Regions from separate parts of the Mus musculus genome. Here all the other regions are linked to region 2. Evidence: chromatin contacts called from public HiChIP or PLAC-seq and promoter capture Hi-C data. All regions are on one chromosome and are shown on one strand. Each heading gives the region's core, a stretch centred on a gene start, on an enhancer-like site or on the middle of the called end of the contact. The rest is flanking DNA. Distances are from core to core; before and after follow the strand shown. Region 1 holds the start of Ung (uracil DNA glycosylase). Region 2 holds the start of Tmem211 (transmembrane protein 211). Region 3 holds the start of Sez6l (seizure related 6 homolog like). Region 4 holds the start of Cryba4 (crystallin, beta A4).

Evidence for each region. Promoter capture Hi-C pulls out the DNA fragments that hold promoters and counts their contacts. HiChIP or PLAC-seq counts read pairs in DNA pulled down with a chosen protein or histone mark.
Region 1: a contact with region 2 is called in a FOXA1 HiChIP or PLAC-seq map of pancreatic cancer cells. The contact joins the promoter of Ung here to the promoter of Tmem211 in region 2. A contact is called at or near these places in 1 of 39 promoter capture datasets (liver) and 1 of 115 datasets of contacts at active chromatin or transcription factors (pancreatic cancer cells).
Region 3: an H3K4me3 HiChIP or PLAC-seq map of embryonic forebrain shows a contact between it and region 2, with 3 times the contacts expected there. The contact joins the promoter of Sez6l here to the promoter of Tmem211 in region 2. A contact is called at or near these places in 1 of 39 promoter capture datasets (cranial neural crest), 1 of 484 Hi-C or Micro-C datasets (cortical neurons), 3 of 115 datasets of contacts at active chromatin or transcription factors (embryonic forebrain, embryonic hindbrain and forebrain) and 1 of 9 other capture datasets (adipose tissue).
Region 4: a promoter capture Hi-C map of liver shows a contact between it and region 2, with 2.2 times the contacts expected there. The contact joins the promoter of Cryba4 here to the promoter of Tmem211 in region 2. A contact is called at or near these places in 2 of 39 promoter capture datasets (the SN4741 cell line and liver) and 1 of 115 datasets of contacts at active chromatin or transcription factors (pancreatic cancer cells).

Annotation. Positions count from the first base shown.
Region 1 is chr5:114,129,903-114,133,057 of GRCm38.p6, forward strand. Ung (uracil DNA glycosylase) reads left to right here and starts at 1,254. Exons shown (of 6, transcript NM_011677.2): 1 at 1,254-1,611; 2 at 2,279-2,374. The coding sequence starts at 1,327. It also overlaps a transcript of Alkbh2 not described here.
Region 2 is chr5:113,225,281-113,228,386 of GRCm38.p6, forward strand. It overlaps Tmem211 (transmembrane protein 211), which reads left to right and starts at 1,629. Exons shown (of 5, transcript NM_001033428.2): 1 at 1,629-1,721.
Region 3 is chr5:112,575,682-112,579,025 of GRCm38.p6, forward strand. It overlaps Sez6l (seizure related 6 homolog like), which reads right to left and starts at 1,517. Exons shown (of 17, transcript NM_001253916.1): 1 at 1,091-1,517. The coding sequence starts at 1,187.
Region 4 is chr5:112,251,017-112,254,015 of GRCm38.p6, forward strand. It overlaps Cryba4 (crystallin, beta A4), which reads right to left and starts at 1,502. Exons shown (of 6, transcript NM_021351.2): 1 at 1,476-1,502; 2 at 731-781; 3 at 3-121. The coding sequence starts at 769.

The DNA of each region.
Region 1 (3,155 bases), core at 4-2,503, 900 kb after region 2:
AGGACAGCCAGGGCTATACAGAGAAACTCTGTCTTGAAAAACCAAAAAAAAAAAAAAAATAAAAAAAATAAATAAATAAATTACACCTGCAAAAGATCACTCAGTAGAAAAGAGTAGCTGGGATTGTTATATTAGAGGGAAGGATATAACTGAAAGCTGCACAACTGAATGTATGTCTGACGTGAGTGTGGGAGGTAAAAAGTACAAGGGGGTGTATGGCTCAGTGGTCAAGCGGTTGCTCAGGATGCACAAAGGCCCTGAGTTCAATCCCCAAAGGGGACTGAAAAGGAGGGAGGGAGGTGTATCTGGGGAAGTGGAACATTTCGGGGTTAAAGGCCTTCAATCTTTACATCAGTAAGACTTGGAGAAAGCCCCGCTTTAGAGCTAGGACAGGTAGGTAGGTAAGCAGCAGGCTCCCCCTACCTCCTAAGCCCCACCCACCCGGGGGCGGGGCCTCAGCCCCTCCCACACATGCGCGCTGGGCCTCACCGACCCCTGCCCAGCCAGCCTCCCCGCCCCCAACGGGAGCCCGCGCAGGTGGCAGCGCGCCTACCGTGAGCACGGCTGCAGGAGTCCCGGAGGTCCGTGCTCGGCGCAGGCATGATCGGCCAGAAGACCCTATACTCTTTCTTCTCTCCGACCCCCACAGGGAAGCGGACCACGCGCAGCCCGGAGCCGGTCCCAGGGAGCGGAGTGGCGGCCGAGATCGGCGGCGATGCCGTGGTGAGACGAGCGGGGTAGCGCGGGACGCGGGGGTACGGCGGGGTCCCGGGCAGGAGCGCCACGCACGCCGCTTGCTCGGACAGACTGGGACACCTTAGGGGTTCAACACAGCCGCGCGCTGTCGGCCGCCGCCACGCCGAGGCACTAGCCAATAGGGATGGGGCACGGTCGCCGCAGAGCCAATCAGTGTGCAGCGTGCCCGCCCTGCTCCTCGCGTGGTCCAATCAAAAGCGGCAAGGGGCGGGAGCTGTTTTGCCGCGAAAAGCCCACGTGGAAGGTCTTGGGTGAGGCGCGCGGGGCAGCACCAGGCAGCGCGAGACTGCGGTGCTGCGGGTCCCGGGCAGGAGAGCCGCGCACCCCGTTTATCAGCCAGACTGGGACACCTTAGAGGTCCAAAACAACCGCGCGCGTCCACGGCCGCCATGCCGAGACATCTACCAATGGGGACGGAGCTCGGCCGCCTCAGAGTCAATCGGTGTGCAGCGTGCCCACCCTGCCCTTGTATAGTCCAATCAGAAGCGGCAAGGGGCGGGAGGTGTTTTGCCGCGAAAAGCCTGCGTGGGAGCGCAGACGGGTGCAGCGGGTCCCCTGCTCGGCTGGACCATGGGCGTCTTGGGGCGGCGGTCTTTGCGGTTGGCGCGGAGAGCGGGGCTCCGGAGCCTGACTCCCAACCCCGACTCTGACTCCCGGCAGGCCAGCCCCGCCAAGAAGGCCCGGGTGGAGCAGAACGAGCAAGGCTCGCCGCTCAGCGCCGAGCAGCTCGTCCGCATCCAGAGGAACAAGGCCGCGGCGCTGCTCAGGCTCGCCGCCCGCAACGTGCCTGCCGGCTTCGGCGAGAGCTGGAAGCAGCAGCTGTGCGGGGAGTTCGGGAAGCCGTACTTCGTCAAGGTCGGTGGGCTCGGGTCCAGCCAGCCTCCCCCGTCCCCTCCCTTTCCGTGCCACACTTGACAACGATGCCGGTGTGTCTGGGTTACATGAAGGGCAGGAAGGTGGCGTCGTGGCTTCGTTTTACGTGGAGGAGGGCGCATAGAAGTCACAGGACAACTTGGGGAAATATCTCACTATCACGTGGGTCCGGAGGTTAAATCAGGTTGGCGGGCTGGGCGCCAGCTGCCTTCGTGGCTTTTTGTAAGCCACCTGGTTTACCCCAAAGCCAACAAACCCTGGGGTAGTGAACAAGAGTGAATGAAATGACCTTTGGTCTTTTATTAGAAGTCAGGAAAGACGATCGAGGCCTTAGGCTGTAATCTCAACCCTTGAGAGCTGGGGGGCTGGAGGTGAAGGCCAACCTCAGATTCTGTGCTATGGGAGGCCCTGTCTTTTAAAAAGAAGAGGGGGCGGAGTTACTGTGAAATGAAAATAGTCCAGCCCAAGAGGGGAAAGGGTGCTATGCTGGCTTCAATTGTTTTTTTAAAAAAAGTTTGGGTTTAAATCATGCGCGCACACACACAAATAGACGAGGTTTCAAACACCTTTTATAAAATAGGTTTTCAATCCTAATTCTTAGTTTCTGGTAAGAATGGGCTTTTAAACCTCCTTTTATCTTTTAAACCAGCTAATGGGATTTGTTGCTGAAGAAAGGAACCACCACAAGGTCTATCCGCCCCCGGAGCAGGTGTTCACATGGACCCAGATGTGCGACATCCGAGATGTGAGTGGAGCTGGGGTCTGGCTAGAGAGGAATCTAACAGTGTTTCAGTTAAGCCACGGGCTGTTTCGTAGTGAGTGTGTGATGGTAGACATGGAAGGTGCCGGGTTTGGTTGTGTTCCGGGTAGAAAGCTGTGTGTGTGTCCAGCTGTTTAGTCTTTTAACCAAACAAAGAAAATGCATGTATACATTTGCTTGTGTGCTTGCTTATTATTATTATTCCCTTGTTATAGTTAGTGCTAGTTTATCTCAGTCTATTGAGTGTAGGCAACGCAGGACTGGAAAAGTGAGGTTATTTCTGCTCACAAGATGTGTTGGGAAAATTGTGGCCCCCATATACTAATAATCTCAGCACCTGAAGGTTGGAGCCCAGCCTGGGCCACTTGAGACCCTGATTCAATAATACAGAAGTCAAAAACAAGGGCGGTTGTATTTTGCACAGACTAGAAGGGATGGCCTGCAGGTACTAGATTCAGGTTGCCTACCTAGCTTGTGTCACTTCCCTGCATGAACGACCATCCAACCGAGTGGCTCATTCTGACCCACGGGTGACTTGAGTCCCTTGGTTAGCTCTGTCTTCCTTGTCATGGCTTCTTTGTCTTCCTCATCCAGTCTTTCTCAGAGCTGGTAAAGAGATAAAGAGAATGAGTAGGTCTCTCACAAGCTGAATAGTCAGCTTTCAACAACTGTCAGCTGGGCGTGCAGATCTGGGCAGAGACTGCATGACCTCAGGCTTAGAGAGCCACATCACTCTGTAACTGTTCCTCTCATCTGCCATGGCTTG
Region 2 (3,106 bases), core at 379-2,878:
GCTCTAGGAAGGAGAGGAGAGGAAGTGAGTCACTGGGGGAAAGGAAGGCCTTGGGGTTTCATGGCCTGGCTCTACTTCCTGTCCACTCTTTGCTTCCCCAGCCGGACTCCGACTCCTTGGCCACCACACTCCCCCCACCCCCCGCCCCGCCGTGATGGGTTGTGTCCCTAGGAAAGTGTGAAGCCAGAACAAGCCTTTCTCCACTAAGTTGCTTTGTCTTGCTATTTATTACAGACCCTCCCTCTCAGAATCATCCTTGGACTCCGCCTCCCGTTTCCATGGTAACACACTGATTTCGTAGAAAAGGGAGAGTGTCCCGGGGCCTCTCCTCAAGATTTGATTTTCCTGAGGCCCAGGGGAAGATGGATTTTTTTTTTCTTCTTTAATTAATTGAAATTTATTCTTTTAGGGGTTTTGGGCAAAAGGACAGGGACCTGAATCATACCTCCAAGCCGGGAAGAGACGCAATCTAAATTATGGTTCTGAGACAGCAGGGACACCATTATCCTCTCGCGATGTCTCACTTGCTCTGCCAATCACCTGAGTAGGAAAACAGAACCCGAAGACGCGTTGGATGATGGCGCGCAGGGGGCGGGGAGGGGGGTTGAGGCGGAGAGTAGGGGTCTGTGGCTCACTGGACAGCGGTTACCAGCCCTGGGTTCGATCCCATCTGGGATGCTGCAGGGCTGCATGGTAGGGTGGAGGCAGTGGGTTATCCGCGGCGTCAAAGAGAAGTCAAGGTATGCCTGGGCTAAGTGAGACGGTGCTCAGAATACAATTAAGCGAAGATGGGAAAAATAACTGTGCCTTTAATGAGATGCACGCTCATATAACCCAAACTGCACCCAGGCATGCTGCGGCTCAGATCCTCCTGGATGAGCCTGCCCGCTGTCTGGATTCCTACCTGGAAGCCTGCTCCTGGAGGTAAATGGATGCTCCAGGCATCCCCAGCTCCTGTTCCTGCTTTCCTGACCTGTAACTGACCAGCTCTGACTCTCCACCCCCCTCCTACAGGCAGCTACTCCCTCCAGCCCACCTGACCTGCTTTCTCTCAAACTCCTCTAAAGAGTTTCCTTCTAAATTTACCGGGCGACAGATAATCCACAAAGGAGACCCCGAGTTCCCCAGTAGAGATGATACTAGTGAAACTAGCGGGGTACCAATCCAGGGGATTCTGCTTCGAGGGCCACAACCCTTCAAGAGGTGATGTCTCTCCAGCCCTCACCCGCAGAGGAGGGAGCTGGAACTCATTCACATAGCAGGAAGCTCGGTCTGGCAAACAGAGCCCCAGGCAAACTTGGGCGTGTTCGGGCGTCTTTGGGAAGGTGATCCCAGTCCAACAGGAGCGAGGGAAGACAGACTTGGAGAAAGGGAAGGGAAGGGAACAATTACAGGAAATGCTCGGTGAAGCTGGCCAAGCCTCAGCTAGAAGCCATGGGAATTAGCCCACGGAAAGAAGGTGGAGTGAGCGCGCCCTCTGCTGGCGCATCCTGCAGCACTGGCTTCCTATGAAGCCAGTGAGACTCGGGGTGGACGCTTGGATACCCAGTTTGGACCCCAGTATTTAATAGTAGCTCTGGGACCCCTAGCGGTGCCTTCTCCTACCCAGGAAACCATCCCCTCCTCCCATCCTATTTGAGACTGGAGTTGCCCTCTCAGTCCAGCCCATCCGTCAGCCCAGAGTGAATAGCTATTGATTTCAGGAAGGAAACCTTGCACGGGTGAGTACACACTCTTCTCGGACCAGCGCCTCACGTGACCCTGCTCTGCTTACCCACCTGAATGTGACCTTTAAAGGGGAAGACACCTTTTTAAAGCTCACAGATTTACATTCCAGGCCAGAGCTTCTAAGCCAGAGCTGGATGAGGGGAGGTCACATTGTAGAGGTAACCTTGAAGAAGCCTGACCCAAAGTGATGAGGGAATATCAGGGGAGGAGCCGGGCTGGCCTCAGGCACTGCTTAGGGGCCCTGGGAGCCCTAGAACCACACACTGTCGTGTGCTCGTGTCTCTGTGTGGTTTGAAGCTTGAATGTGGAACACAGCCACAGTTTAAAAATCATATGTTCAAAGGAACCCATCCCTCCAAACGTCAAGCAGCCCTGTTGTAGGCCAGGGATCTTGTAGTTGGGGAAACAGAGGCTTTGAGCCATTGTATTGTTTGTCCCAGGTGACAGAGCCAGCAGGCCTGGTTGAGGCATATACTAGTGAAAGAGACCATGTGTTGAAGGACCTCAGGTCTCGCCTGGGCAGCCTGGCCATCTCTGTCTCTATGTATCTATCCCCTATCTGTCTATTTGTCTGTCTGTCTGTCTGTATATCATCTATCTATCTATCATCTATCTATCTATGTATTTATCATCTATCATCTATCGATCATCTATCATCTATCAATCAATTTATCTATCATCTATGTATCTATTTATCTATCTATCATCTATCTACCTAACATCTATCAATTAATTTATCATCCATCTATCATCTATCTACCTATCTATCATCTATCTACCTACCTATCATCTATCAATTAATCTATCTATCATCCATCTACCTATCTATCATCTATCAATCAATTTATCTATCATCTATCAATTATCTATCTATCATCCCTCTATCTCTCATGTATCTCTCATCTATCTATCTCTCATCTATCTATCTCTCATCTATCTATCTATCTATCTATCTCTCATCTATTGATCATCTATCTGCCATGCACATGGTTCAGTGCCACAGCCTCCTGTTCAGCCACTGCTTTCTCTGATCCAGCTCTTATCACTCAGGTCCAGACTCCAGGCCAAAAGCCCTGGGGATATCTCACACACACACACACACACACACACACACACACACACACACACTCCCTCTCATACCTTCAGCAAATCTGGTCAGGTTGACTTTCACCTCCATGGTTGCTGCACAGCTTGACCACTGTTTGTCCATGCTGGGGCTCCACCACCCCATCACTCTGTATTCCAACCACCCGAGAGGCCTCTCTGCTTCTGCTGATGTGCCCTGCATGTGCTGGCCTCAGGGCCTTTGCACCTGCGCCACACTCAGCCTGTAGTGCTCTTTCCACACCTACACACAGCTCCCCCATCTCCACCTTTA
Region 3 (3,344 bases), core at 267-2,766, 650 kb before region 2:
CGCGGCGAAGCGGCAATGCTTCTCTGTCCTCAGAACTCCAGATCATCAAGAAAACCTCAATTATACAGAACTCCAGATGGACGGGGGTGCTGGGGAGTGGGGTAAGCGCTCCATGCTGTGGTCAGCTCAGGCAGGCTCCAAGCTTTGTTTTGTAAGTTACCACGGGAGGAAACAAGAGTCACACCTTGCCAAGAGAATGAGAGGTTAAGTGATCCAACCCCAATAGCTGACACCGTGGGCTCTCCTGGTGTCTTTAGCTCTGGTGGCTGGGGGTGGGATCAGCTTTGGGTGAGTTATTTGCCTCCCTCTTCTCTTCACCTCAGCATCTCACTGTAACTTCCTGGGACCCTAGCAGGGTGGAGCAAAGGTGTGACTCCAGGCAGGTGAAGGAACCGACAATCTCGACAATCTCCATAAACTCAGACCCCCTTCCCTTCCTAAGCAGCAAGCACGTGGGTTTCACCAGCACCCTCTCTTCACTCCTAATATCGATGAAGCTGTAGAGGGATAAAGGGGGCCAAGCCCCTGGGGTTCTAATATCTCTCTTCTCACCAAGTTCTGGGAGCCTTGAGCTCTCCTCCATCCGAAGAAGCCACACCCAAGTCCAATTTCCTGACACCTGGCTGGGACCTATCCAGGAGACAGCCCCTCCGGATAGTCCGAGACAGCGTGGGATGGTGGGATGGGAGGGAGTCTGGTTCTGGAGACAGGCAGTCAGCTGTCCGCTTCCTATACCTATCCTCTTCCACAGAGCCTGGCAGAATAACCTGGCAGCCAGCCCCGGGTGCAGTTGCAGAGAGCTTCCAGAATCTGAAGGTTTGGAGAGGACCCCACTCCCAAGAGCTTCTCCCGGAAGCGTCTCCAGACTGCAAACGGGAGCCCAGAGACCGACGAAGGACCCGCAGCCTAAGGCGAGAGTCCTTCAGATGCGTCCCCGCCTCCGCGCTCCGGCAGGGACGAGGTGCCCAGCCCGGTATCCGGGCGGTCCCGCGGGTGGCGCGTGTGTTCCCAGACCAGTCGAGACCCCCGACTGCTCGGGTCAGCCGCAACAACTTTACCCTCTTTGGGCCGGGGCCCTCGGGGTGCTTACCTTCCGCCTGAGCTGCCGCGGGGCTCCCCAGAAGGAAGGCGACAAGGAACAGAGAGATCCTGTCGGGTCCCGCGGCTTGTGGCCGTGCCACGGGCATCGTAGCTACGGAGCTGGGGTCGGCGCAGAGAGATCCGTGTGGTCGGTCCAGGCAGAGGGATCCGTGCGGTGGAGTCCGGGCAGAAGGATTCGAGCAGCCGGAATCAGGCAGTGCTATCCAGGGAGAGAGAGAGAGATGGACAGAAGGCTCCAAGCAGCCGGATCCCAGACCGAGGTCCAGACAGACAGAGGGATTGGTGCAGCGGGGTTCAGGCAATGGGATCCAGGCAGAGGGATCTGGGCAGTAGGATCAGGGCAGCGGCTCCTGGCGGACGCGCAGCTCGCCGTGGCTCTGGCCGAGCTGCACCGGGCGCGGGCGACGGACGAGTGAGGAGGAGCCGCGGGCGGCGAGCGAGCGGAGGGCGGGGGCTGGTGCCCGAGCGAGAGAGGGAGCAGGAGAGAGAGAGAGAGCGAACCAGCGAGCGAGCGAGGGAAGTGAGCGCGAGGAGGCGGCCGAGGGCCGTTCCGGGGGCAGCCTGGCCCTTAGGCCCTGAGAAGTTAGTGATATCGCCCGGTCCCGGGTGGGCTCAGGGTCCCTACTCTTTTTGCGGATGCTGGGACGGTCAGACGAGGCGGAAGAGCGCCCGATGTGTCCTTGCGAACCCAGTCGGCGAACAGCCTGACCTGTATCCCCACTATACAGCCCTCTCTGGCCCCTGAGGTCCCCACCCGCATCCACCTTTCCCTCCCCTATCCGCCAAATGCATTGGTGCTTCCACAGAGAGTCCCAGTGACCTAGGAAGCCACACCGACTGCATCCAGGGACATTGTTGGACCAATGCACAGGACCACAGGATCCTCTGTCTGATACCAAGTGGTTCTTCACCCTGGAAACGCCCAGCCACAGACTCCTGGGTCCATGTTATGATTTCAGCTACATTAGCACTCTCAACAGCGCTCTGCAGATCCGCCAGGCTTCCAGAGCCGAAGCCCCGTTTCCCTCCCCCGCCAGTGGAAGCTTTGGTTCCAGGCCCATCCTCTGGCGGCCTCTGTCCAGTTGAGATTCTCTAGCAGCGTGTCTTTCTTCCACAAACAGAGGAGACGGGGCGCAGTGGGTGAGGAAGACAAGAAGCCACTTATAGCCAGGCATTGGCCAAGGGCCAACTGGAAGATACCTCACACCAAGGGAGACAGCTCTCCTTGTTCTGCTGAGTCTCACAGCCCCAGCTGGCTTCCCAGGCCCCTCACCCCAAGTTAGAAGCCCTCCCCTCCCCCACTCCACCTTGCCACTCCGCTCAAGCAGGGAGCAGATGGAAAGAAGGTTGTAGCAATTGGGGGTGGGGGGGGGGATGTCTTTAGCAGAGTGGAGAGACTGGGAATCTCTGAAAACAACGTAGGGGAGGGGAGCATTGGAGGTGGGAGGAGCGAAGGAGGACTATTCTGGTCCTGGTTCCAAATGCCCCTGTCACTCATTTACTCTTGGGATGCTCTTTGCTTGAAGCTCAGATTATCAGGTGATGGAGAGACCCCCAGTTCATATCAGGTCTCAGGAAGTGGGGATTTGAGAAGGACATGCAGAAGACCTGGGTCCTCCTCTAGAGGGCTAGCAGCAGGCCATCCAGTAACCCCTGAGGAATAGAAGCATAAAGCAGGAATACAGAAACATGGAGGAGAGACACAAGTGCCGGCTTCCTCCTTGGAGATGAGGATAGAAAGGCTTGTAAACACCCATGGCTCACCGGACTCTGGTGTGGTCTCTGTTTTAAAGTCATAATGATCGGCAGTGGTAGAAGTGATCGATATCTCCCCTGGATGCCCTCAGAGGGTCAACCTCACCAAAGCCACTCAGCCAGGAAGTGATAAGATGGATGAATTCAAGACCAGGCCTGAGTTGAAAATCAAATCACCCAAACATGATTCTTCCCCTCAACCAAGATGGCTACCTCTGGGGTGAGACTTGGTGGCTCCTCCTGGCTGTTGGTGGCCTCCCCACTTCCAGCACACTGCTGGAAGTCCATCACTGCAGTCATCGATTAGTAAGGGTAGGTGTTGAGAGCATCGGGCAGATGAGTCACCAGAAAGAGCCAGCTGGGGTCAGAGCTGGAACAAAAGTACATGGTTGGGGGAAGATCTTCCCCATTACCAGACCCATTTTAAAGAAGAGCAAACTGAGGTGTGGGGAGGCAAGGCAACATGTTCAATACCATGTATAGTCTGG
Region 4 (2,999 bases), core at 252-2,751, 970 kb before region 2:
ACGCTCCGCTCAGGACTTTGAGAGATCGCACCGTCTCAAAACCAAGTTCCAGGACACTGGGACACTCAGCTGTGAATTCATGCCGTCGGCCCTGGAAGCCTTCTTCATCCCACACCACCATCTGTGCAGGAAAGAAGGAGGGAATCTGTGGACATCAAGGTTTGGCGAGCAGAGAGGATCTTACCCTGGACTCAGAGTGAGTCAAACAGGTAAAGCAGAGGTCACATGCCTCCAGGGCCAGGTGGGTGAGCAAGGTGGACCGTGGGATCCTGGACAGCACAATTTTGTCTCCACCCTTGACTGTCATTAGGTAAGAAAACAAGCAGAGCTTCCATTTCCCAAAGCCTTCATCAAAGGCTTTTATGTGGCTCCGCTATATTATTTTTTGTGAGACAAGATCTCGCAAGACCCAGGCTGGCCTTGAGCCTACGAGCTTCCTTCTGCCTTTACTTCCCCAATGCTAGGGCAGGCATAAGCTATCACACCCAGATTTTAGTTTCCCTTTGCAAAGCCAAGCACGGCCAGAGAAGCACAGTAGAATGATTGTGTGCCAGGACTCAAGGGTGGGGACCAACTCGGGTTGCGTGCCTCAGGCAGGTTGCCCCCTAGTCTGAGCCTTGGGCTCAAGGCAGTCAGTAGCCCTCCTGCAGGATGATGGGGTTCAATGAAGTTGTTGTAAGAGGTTCTTAGATGTCGACTTCCTTCCCTCCCCTCCCAGGGTACTCCCTACCCTCCAGTGTCCAGCTGACTTGGTGCACTGCAGGGTCATGTTGGCACGGTCCTACAGAGAGAAGAACACAGTCACCTTCCATCTGGTTCCCAGCAGCATCTCTGACTGAAGGCTGACTTGGACAGTGTCAGAATCAAGATGGGTCTGGGTATCCCAGGACGGGGGCGATCCTTCTCCCACCCCACCCACGTGCAAACAGCACCAATCTCAGCCACATCTGGGTGCCATTGTCTCCAGCCCAGCTCACAGTGGACTGCAGTGCCAGATGAGTGGAGAGAGGTGGATGAATCACACACATGCACACACAGACACACACCCACATGCACATGTGCACAATCACACACATACACAAGTTCACACATGCACACTCACACACATGCACACATACATACAGGCACATACATACATGCATACATACATACATACATACATACATACATGCATGCGCACACACACACACACACACACACACACACACACACACAAGTGAGTGCACACACACACCAAAACAAAGTGCAGTGCTAGCCTAGTGCGTGGCTCTCATAGTGGACACACAGGTCACAAAATGATAGGGGAGGGGGATCTTGGCATTTAACTAAGAGTCACAGGCAGCAGTCTGACACACTTGTAGACTTCCTGGGATGTGATGGCATTCAGGGTTAGCCAGTGACATCCCCAAGATTGATATTGTAGGATGATGCCACCAGAGAGCTCGGCCCCACTCCTGTCTCCCTCTCATACTTACCAAGAAGGGCCCAGAGCACACGTCAGAACCAGAACCAGACAAGGTCAGGGCTCTTATAGGCAGGAAAGGAACAGGGGCCCCAAGGGACAAACACAGACTCAGCAAGCCAGAGATAGAAACAAAAGCCAGTCCTGGCCAAGGCCCAGAGTGGACATGTCAGCAGCTCTGCCTTTAGTGGGGAAGGACTGGTGGCTTGCCCAGGGTCAGCACTAGGGAATATGAGGGGTAGATAGCCTATTTCCATTGGTTCCACAGGACTCCTGTCCAGGACTAGGGACCCAACATCATCTTGATGGTGGGTGTCCTTCTGTCTGTCTGCATGATAGGACAGACAGAAGCCAGATCATAGAGTTCTGTGCCTGCCCTCCTCCTTCACCTCACCTGCCCCTGCCTCTTCTAGCTGGACGTCACACTTTCACTTGAGGATACTCTTTGAAAAAGTGGAAACAATGTATACAGTAGCTTGGAAGTAACCGGTTCTAAGCAAAACCCTGGGGGCCTGGAGCAAGGGCTTTGGATAACAAATACCCAGCAGTACAACTCTTCTCAGGAGGTGAGAGTGGTGGTCAGGGCTAGAACCCATGCACTCCACAAGGCAGAAGCATCCAGGGCTGTGCATGCAGAAGCAAAGGGCGGGGCGGGGGGGGGGGGGGCGCTGCAGCTTGCTAGCATGCTTCCCAAAGCAGTGCATGCCAGATAAGCACCCAAAGCATATGGAATCCCCTGATCCCTGCCTCTGAGGGGTCCTGTTGCAGGAGAGGGTAGCATGGCAGGAGCGGCTTGTGGTAAAACTCAGCCTTGCTACTGGGTGACCCAGATAAAGAGCGAGTCCTTTGATGGCCAGGAAAATAGCAACATCTCTTCCTTCCTGGGATGTCAGAACAGTTGTCTCACGTTCAGGGCGTGGCGAAGGGTGGACCGGAAGGGTGGACCGGTGCAGTCTCCACAGCCAGTAGCCTGTGTCTGCATCCCGTGCCTGGGGGCTAATTACTTTTGAGCAGGTTCCCAGTGAATGCCTCTAAGCCTCAGTTGTGCTGTGAAATAAAAAAGACAAAGCTCAGTGGGGTACCTCCAAGCCTGACTTTAATCCTCAGGACCACAGGGTAGTAGGGAGAACTGACTCCTGAAAGTTACCCTCTGACCTTCTGACCTCCATGTGAGTGCACACACACACACACACACACACATGCTCTCTCACACCCTCACACTCTCACACACTCATACACTCACACAGTCTCACACACACTCACACACACACACTCACATACTCTCTCACACACTCTCACACACTCACACACACTCTCACTCTCTCTCTCTCTCACACACACAAACTTTAATGGTTAGCCTGAAAGCACAGGATGCTATGAACATAAATATGATAAATATGTTCCTGATGAAGAGTGCCTGTACCTGTTCTAAGAACAAAGGGAATTACCTGGGTCTTGGCCATGTTTGCCATCCTGGACAGCCATAAAATATAGTATTATTATGAATGGCAGTTCCCCAAAAGCAAGAGCTCACAGA